Regions from separate parts of the Oryctolagus cuniculus genome. Here region 1 is linked to region 2. A link is a contact called in public Hi-C data. All regions are on one chromosome and are shown on one strand. The core of a region is the stretch at or near the end of the contact, and the rest is flanking DNA. Distances in the headings are between cores, read along the strand shown.

Region 1 (4,167 bases), core at 1,655-4,154, 660 kb before region 2:
CCCTTTTCCTACTTCACTGCTCTTACCCAGAATGAGCTCTGATGTTCCCGCCTGCAAAACTGGGCGTGGTACTCCCTTTCCAAGTTACTTAGGGCTCCAGGTAGTTTATGTTTTGTTTTTAGGTTTCTGTTTGTTTAGTTCAGCAAACAAAAATGCATCATGTATACAGCTCAGTTATTCTGTGTAATGTTAGGGTAAGTTGAATTAGAAAATATAATTTAGTCAACAACATTTGTTAGTCAACTGTTGTTAGTTAAATGACTAACAGTGCTGTCAGCAACAGCACTGATTTACTGTATGTGCTTTCAGAATTAGTTATAGCCTTTTAACCACTTGAGGCCTGGGTTGTCCTTTTCTCCAGTTTATAAGAAAAAACTAAAATGTACAGTACTGGAGTAAAACATGTTTAATGCTTATTGGCTTTTTAGTGTCCAGTAAATATGGAAAAACTCATTTCCCAAAATTTTGCCAATAGAAAAAACAAATACACAGGCTAAAAAAATCTTGTTTTTGGTGACTCTTTGTGTATTTCGAGTGTGTCAAGGAGGAAATTCTGGGTTTGAATCTAGGTTTCTAGACTTAGATCAAACTCTAATAAAATGTGTGGCCCTAAAACCTTACACAGGAAAATGTTCTCCTTTCTAAGTCATGGATTTGAAATGCTAGAACTTGTCTCCTAATGAGAATCACTGAAGATCTTAAACAAATGATCCCAAAGAAAACAACAACTATACAATAGCATGCTTACTCAGGTGAATCTGAGCAATAAGGTGTGAAAACTACTAGAATTGGATCACTCCGAAAATAGGTTTTCAACAAAATTGTAAAATCTTTGTGGACAAACACCATACATAATTGATCTGAGGTGATCAGTCCAGTGCTGTCCTATGCCCAACAATCAACAGATGTTTATTAAATTGAGTTTCATTGTATATACTAATATGGTTGGCAGTTTTCTGTTTCTGCTGACACTTTGCAGGATTTTGAAATATTGACGATACTCACACATCAAAAGTTGTTGACAAATAAAATTAGAGCAGGTAAAGAACACACTAAGGGCTGGTGCTGTGGCGCATTGGGTTAGGGCCCTGACCTGAGGCACTGGCATCCCATGTAAGCGCCTGTTTGGATCCTGGCTGCTCCACTTCCCATCCAGCTTCCTGCTGGTGTGCTGGGAGGGCAGCAGAGGATGGCCCAAGTGATTGGGTGCTGCACCCACATGGGAGACCTGGAGTGGGAGAGGGGCTTCTGGATCCTGGCTTCTGTCTGGCCCAGCTCTGGCCATTGCAGTCTTTTGGGGAGTGGATCAGCAGATGGAGGACCTCTCTGACTCCACCTTTCTCTGTAGCTCTGCCTTTCAAATAAATAAAAACAAATCTTAAAAAAAGAACACACTAAACTAGAATTGCCTTAATGTGACAAGATTGTTTTTAAGGGTTTATAAATAACAGGGTCAAAGAGGCATATAAGAAAACCTATAAAAAGGAGTTGCTAAGTAATAGCGACCGACATGCAGAAGGTGGATCTGCAAGAGCAGAGAACTGGGCAGAAGGTAGACTGTTAATTCCTTGTAATTGTATAGTGCTTTACAACTTGTAAATTGCATTAACCTAGGATTGGTGAGGAAACTTTTTTCTGCCAAGGGCCATTTGGATATTTATAACATTCTTTGTGGGCCATACAAAATGATCAACGATTAGCCTGATATGCAGTGAATTTTGAATCCTGTCTGCTGTTGCCTTGATAGGGCCAGACCAGAGGATTGCAAAGGCATCACACAGCCCCAAGTTTCACAGTGCTGCTACGTACAAAGTCCTAGGTCAACTAGGAGGGGTCCTTAAAAAGTTCATGGAAAATGCAGTTATGAAAAACTTAAGCATGGATTTAAATATTTTTTGCGCCACATTAAACATCTTTGAATATTTTCCCATGAACTTTAAAATACCCTCGTATTAGGCCTATACTCGTGAACAATAAAGCAAAGCCTCTGAATGGAGAATTCAGAATTGGCTATAACTTTGATTTTGGGCTCCCCTAAACTTCAGTCATTTGTAAACCACTTCTGTTATTTTTACCACATATGACTACCACCTATAGTTTTGTTACCTAATAGTTGTCATTAGGTGGATACTTTAACCATTTTTTAGTTGTCCCGAGAAATGACTTTGAAATGATGGGTGTCACATATTTTGTTCTGATAAACATTGACAGAATGTAAACACAACTATCATTGGTATCATGCTTTAGGACTTGCTATTCAAAGCCATCCATGAGCCCGACTCAAAACATCTGGATAACCAGGCCTTCGGTTTCTGCAGTAATCCTGAGTAAATTCCTTTAAAATGACCTGTATATGCACTATTCGTATTTTCCGTCTGGATTGTTTTAAACTGCGACGGTAGTAACAGGGTAGGTGGGAGTCAAAAGCCTTTGATTTTAGGGCCTCTGCAGGGGTGCCACAGTTGGGGAAGAACACGCCTAAGCGGGGCCGGCCGCCTTTCGGGCAACCGGCACGACACCTGTGCTTGGGCCAAACTCTGGCTGTCCCGAGTTCTCCGGTCAGTTTCGGAGAGCGCTCGTCCTTGAGCCCCTGCACCTGCGCGGCAGGCTCGCCTTCTCCCGGCCCGCCCCTTCCTCCGTCACGCTCCCTGGGGGCATCGAGTCAGTGCGGTCTGAGTACTCGCTGCTCAGCGTTCCTGTCGTCCAATACCTGGTCACCTGTGCCGTAGGTTTCTGCCTCGCAGAAGCAGAAATCTCAGTCCAGAGCGCAAGTACCGCCGTCAAGAACCGCGGTGCAAGCTTCCCTGAAGCGCCCGCCGCTTGGCTTGCCGGGAAATGGAGTACCTGGGCTGGCCTCTTCCGTCTCTCGCTGCCGCCGACAGCAACCGGAAGACTACAGTTCCCAGCATGCCCAGGGAGAGCAAGGATGACCAGGTCGGCTGCTCCACGTGACAACCCACTATGGCTTCCCAGTGTCTGGGCCCGCTGTCGGGTGGCTTGATGTGATTTGTGAGGTTTTTCCGGGAAAGTAGCTTCCTCACGATTTCGACATGCAAAAAATCAAGTCTCTTATGACCCGTCAGGTAAGTGTCGGCGGCTGAAGCCAAATCCTCCCTCATCTGGGTTGGGAGATGAGCCGAGATGTTCAGTCTCTGGGCCGTGGCGGGCAGAGACCCAAGTTAAAGGTGGTGGCAGGTGCCAAGGGAACAGGGGAGCCGTGGCACGCCCTGGAAACTTGCCTGAGCTTCCTAGATGGGAGCCCGGCTCCTGCGGCTGCAGCCTTCCAGCAACTGCTTCAGACGAGGGCAAGGAGGCAGTCAGAGAGCATCCCTGGCTCCCCTCCTCCCGCTTTGGTCATCTCGTCAGGACGGCCCCAGCTCCCCTGCAGTGTCACCGACAAGCGGACTGTGTGTCCGCTGCGAGCTGGTGGCCTGCGGAGAGAGGTGGGGTAGGAATGTCCTGGAACGAGTGAGAATAGCGGGAGATTCGGTAGCCTGAGATTTTGTGAAAGCCCCCAAACTTGCAGCTTAAGTTTCCTTACAGGGCTGAAAGTGAGGTTAATAATTATTTTGGTTTGTTCTGTCTCTGATTTTATTCGGTTCCTTTATGAGCCATGAATAAGCCAGCCAATGCATGTGAAAACTTTGGGAAATGCTACCCTAAAATTTTATCCTTGTCCAGGCAAAATGATGATATAAAAAAACACATAATTTAGGGTTTTAAATTAATGTGGCTTTGAAGAGTTTGGACAACATGGAGTATAGTCCTCTAGTGAAAGTTTCCCCCGTGCGGTTTTCTGTGGTTGTTTAAAAGGGAATGCAAATTCCAAGTTAAATTCTTATTTATGAACTCAACTTGGGAGGTATTTGAGGATACAAATTGTGTACTTATGGTGGACAGTGCACAAATGATTCTTACGTGATTATTTTACTTGCATTAAATTGCATTTAGGTAATGCCATGAAAATAGAAGTAATAAATCCCGTGCATAGTGACTTTTTTCAAAGTAAGTGATCAGTCACATTTGGCAGTCTCTCACCTTCGTTGAGCACTGGTGGTGTGCTTCCTAATGCTTCTTACTTGAGAACGAATTTGGGTCCCGCTTCATCCTGTGGTGGTTGTTTGGTTATGGGCAAGTTTAATACTTTATCTGAGCATCTGTTTCCAC
Region 2 (4,423 bases), core at 149-2,648:
ATTCCTTAGCTACATAATCCTAGTTCTATGCTCTTTGTTTTTTCTTTTCTTTTTTAGTGATCCTCTCACCTGAAACTCATCTTTCCTAACTTCATTATTCATGGTCTACTTCAAGGTCACCATCTCTGCAATTTCTGAGACATTATCTGCAGAACATTATCTTGTGTTTGGATGTATAGCTGCCACCTTGTACCATAATTTACCTTTGCACATTTTCCTACTTCCCAGCTGTGGGGAGCACCAAGAAAGTAACAAAACAACTATATAGCTAGAGCTCATTCAGGTATACAACCTAAAGACACTGAGAAAACACATAGGCTGGTGAAAACTAAACTTGATCAACATTCTTTTCTGTCTTCAATTTACCTGGCTTTCTCCAACCAGATTCACAAAAACTGCACTAAGAAAGAACACTGACACACTGACAACTTTCATTGACCTTAAAGTTGACACTTTTCGTAAGCCCTGTTTTCGTTTTTGCCAAGTTATTACCACGGCTGGCAGAGACAGTCATCTTTCGCCAATGCTCACATATATTCTCAATCACGCTGCACTGATAGAGCAGGGTTCTTTCTCGTCTTTCTCCTCCTCCTCCTCGTGTTTAACCATCTCCTAGTACAGAGCTTCAGAACCATAAGAGGTAGTCCCGACAGCTGCTAACCAGTGGAAGAGGTTCAGATAAGAAATGCTCCAGGCACACTGCCTTTGACCCCGACCTTACACCCCAAGGCCTGTAAGGTAACGACGTGTACATGTACCTTTGTCACTCACTGCTAGCCGACTCACATAATCACTGTGGAAGCGCTTAGCATGCAACCCCACTCTTCGTATCTCCCTTCTAAGAGGCAGAGGCAGCAGGAAAGCAGAAACAGCAGAGAGGCCAGGCCACCACACAGCACACAGTCCGACGACTGAGCTGGCACCTGCATATACCGCACCCCAGTCCTATGCTACTCTCCAAGACTCGGGTCCGGAGACCAAACCTAAGGATACCCCCGTAAGATCTAGGACAAATGACGTGCTTCCACTAGGCACCGCCTGCATGGCTCCCCTCCACACACGCCGTTTCTGGACCAGATGCCGAGTGACAGGACACCAGGGCGATTTTCTCCCGCGCCGACCAAGGCCGGCTCTGGGGCTCCCCACTTCGCACCTCGGACCTCTTCTTACCCAGGCCTGCACGCCTCATCCCGCCAGAAGAGGGAGGAAAAAGGCAGGCGGGGGTAGAGAAGTTAGGAAAGGGCCAGAGGTCACCCGGACCGCGTCTTCAGTCCCAGGGCGCCGCGAAGCACCAACTTCTTCACCCCAAGCGCCACGACATCACTGAAGCCTGGTACACCGCGCCGACTGATGGCGTCAACCCGGGCGCCCATTGGTGCTCCGCGAGGAGAGTTGAATGGCATTCTGGGAAAAGTAGTTCGCTGTTGTCGTAAAGGGCATGGCTGGAGGAGCGATGGGGACTCGCTTCCTGGAGTGGGCGGGACTTCCGGAAGAGGGGCGACATCCGCTTTGGCTTCCTGTTCCGGACCCTGAAACTCGCTGTTCGGTACCGTGACCCCGTATGCTAGGGCCGTGGGATTAGCTGCCTACAGGTCCCTACATTTAACACAATAGCTCAGCTTCTCCCGGCCCACGAGAGGTGGTTGACTTACCTTTCCTGATTCATACTGGTACTCACTGTTACCTGCAGAGTTAGTTCAGGGAAGTCTGAGAGAACTTCGTCCAAGTTTCTCGTCTTGCAAACAAGTAGTCCGAGACCCACTGGCGGGGCAGCAGAGGCTAACTGATTTGTGCTTGGTCACACTCAGGGGGGGAGACTCGTGCTGGGCTAAGGCAGCAGGGGTCTCTCGGAGCCCCCAGCGAGCCGGCTCCCTGCTGCTCCCTCGGCTCCCTTCTAGAAGCATCGTTGGGGTTAGGGAGCACGCCTGAATCCCTTAGACACGTGGTGCTGAATACTGCCTTACATATAGCAATGTGCCGACTGGGGTTTTTCAGTGCTTGGGGTAGGGTGTGGTGAGGAGTGTGTTGGTGCTGCTGCCTGGGTCAAGTGAGAATTTCGTGTTATCTCACAGGATGAGGTACCCTGAGGAGACTCTGCAGCAATGGTTTTTGAAGACATCTGGGACGCAGGAAATGCTCGGAGTCCGCTGGTGTTTGCGTTCTGATGTTGCTGATGTGTGACAAGGTAATGGTCTCCCGGCTAGAGGTCTCTGAATCTTCATCATGTCCTGTTTCCTCGGTTTCCCATTGTGACAGTGATGTAGCTGTGACTTCAGTTTCTGCCTTAAAGTTGCTTTCTTAAAACACAAAAATAAGTTTTTATAATTGTTAGGAAAAGAGTTGCAGATTGGTGCCTCCTCACACGGGGCACCATAAATGTTAGGAAAAGAGGTGCAGAATAGAGAGGAGGCAGTGAATGAATTTACAGCCAGACTGAATTTATTCAGAGAAAATAAATTAGAAGAGGTGAATGACCAACTGCCCTCCTGCACATTGATGGAACACGTGGCAGGAGGCCCTGACCCCCCGTCCTGGGGGTCCTGGCCTGTTTATATTTTAGGAGGGCTAGAGGCGGGGGTGGGATTAGGGAGCAGCAGGTGGAGGGGAATTCCCGGAACTGGTCTTTCAAGTGTTCCAGCAACTGGTCTTTCAGGTGGCTGTGGGAGTGGGGTATGAAGGCAATAGGATGTGAGATCCAATTGAGATTCAAGGGTAAGGAATACATGCCAATGTTTATCTATCTTTTGGGCAATGAGCAAGAATGGCTGAGACTTACATCTTTGTTACATCAATAATAAGTTATTAACCTGGGAAATAAGTTTAATCCAATAGCATCTTGAGAGAAAAAGAGTCTTTGTAAAAATAAACAACTGATTTCTGAATGGTGTGGAATTAAACCAAGATTGTATTATGGACAGTTGCTACAAATAAACACTGAAGATCCAATAAGAGAAATGAGAGACTCTCCTTTTAAAAACCATTTTGTATTTACTTGAATGGCAGAGTCAGACAGACAGGGAGGCAGAGCAAGAGATCTTCCATCTGCTGTTTCACTCCCCAAATGGCAGCAGTGGCTGCCAGGAGCCTGAAACTCCCATCTGGTTCTCACACATGAGTGCTGGGACCCAAGCACTTGGGCTATCTTGTGCTGCTTTACCAGGTACGGTAACAGGGATCTGGGTCAGAAGTGGAGCAACTGGGACTCAAAGGGGCATACTTGTGGGATGCTGGCATTGCAGGCAGTAGCTTAACTCGCTATGCCACAACACCACAGCACTGCCCCAACTTCTCTTTTTGCATACAATCTGTGATAGTCTCTACTTTTGCTAAAAAAAAAAAAAAAAAAAAAGGAAAAAAAACCCCATGTTCTATAATCAAAATGTGCTAGAAAAAAAGGCACAAAATGCGAACTTTCCTTTCTTGCTATTTTTCTGCTTGCTATTCATTTGTCTTACCTCTTCTTGACCAAACTTCAGAACCAAGCCATAGGAAAACAGCATACAAAGCCCTCAAATCTAGCTAAATTTTCAATCATGAAACAAGTCCAGTATCTTGAGCATCATATTTGAGCTGTGAGAAAATGTAAACTAAAATCATGGAGCTCTTCACTTAACACACAGGCCATGGCACTGAAGATAGTTTATCAATTTTTTGTTTGGTAGTTAACACACATTTTCCTCTGGAGCCTGAAGTGATGCTCAGATCCCCAGTGCAACCCAGAAAACACATGGCTATTGTAGTCCCCATGCTGGCTGATCACAGGACAACTGAAATACTATAGATTTTCAGGGAAGATCAGTAGAAAAAAATATATAGTCCTTGTGATGAAATAAATGATACCATTAGAGAAAAAAATTTTTTTAAATTACTCTGTTAGTAAGCTCCCTCCCTATTCCACCATCTGATAAAGGATTACTATCCAGAATATGTAAATAACTCAAGAAACTCAACAACAAAACCAACAACCCAGTTAAGTAATGGGCAAAGGACTTAACAAGGCATTTTTTAAGAGAGGAAGTCCAAATGTCCAACAGACACGTGAAAAAAATGCTCAGGATCACTAGCCATCAGGGAAATGCAAATCAAAATGCAATGAGGTTTAACCTCACATGAGTTAGAATGGCTTTCATACAGAAGTCAACAAACAACAAATGCTGGTGAGGATGTGAGGAAAAAGGTACCCTAATCCACTGTTGGTGGGAATGTAAACTAGTACAGCCACTGTGGAAGACCCTATAGAGATACCTCAGAAATCTGAATGTAGACCTACTGTATGAACGAGCTATTCTACTTCTGGAACTTTACCTAAGGGAAATGAAATCATCATATGAAAGTTAGCTGCACCCCCATGTTTATTGCAGCTCAATTCACAATAGCTAAGATACGAAATCAACCCAAATGTCTGTCAACTGGAGACTAGATA

What was found. Hi-C and Micro-C count contacts between places; a contact is called where the count stands out from the background.
Region 1: a Hi-C map of an unstated tissue shows a contact between it and region 2, with 4 times the contacts expected there. The contact joins the promoter of VPS50 here to the promoter of BET1 in region 2. A contact is called at or near these places in 2 of 6 Hi-C or Micro-C datasets (psoas muscle and an unstated tissue).

The regions. Positions count from the first base shown.
Region 1 is chr16:42,572,267-42,576,433 of mOryCun1.1, reverse strand. It overlaps VPS50 (VPS50 subunit of EARP/GARPII complex), which reads left to right and starts at 2,904. Exons shown (of 27, transcript XM_070059817.1): 1 at 2,904-3,083. The coding sequence starts at 3,051. It overlaps HEPACAM2 (HEPACAM family member 2), which reads right to left and starts at 2,883. Exons shown (of 10, transcript XM_008261727.4): 1 at 2,711-2,883.
Region 2 is chr16:41,913,862-41,918,284 of mOryCun1.1, reverse strand. It overlaps BET1 (Bet1 golgi vesicular membrane trafficking protein), which reads right to left and starts at 1,398. Exons shown (of 4, transcript XM_002713801.5): 1 at 1,171-1,398. The coding sequence starts at 1,189. LOC103349471 (a long non-coding RNA gene) reads left to right here and starts at 1,414. Exons shown (of 4, transcript XR_011383209.1): 1 at 1,414-1,546; 2 at 2,073-2,185.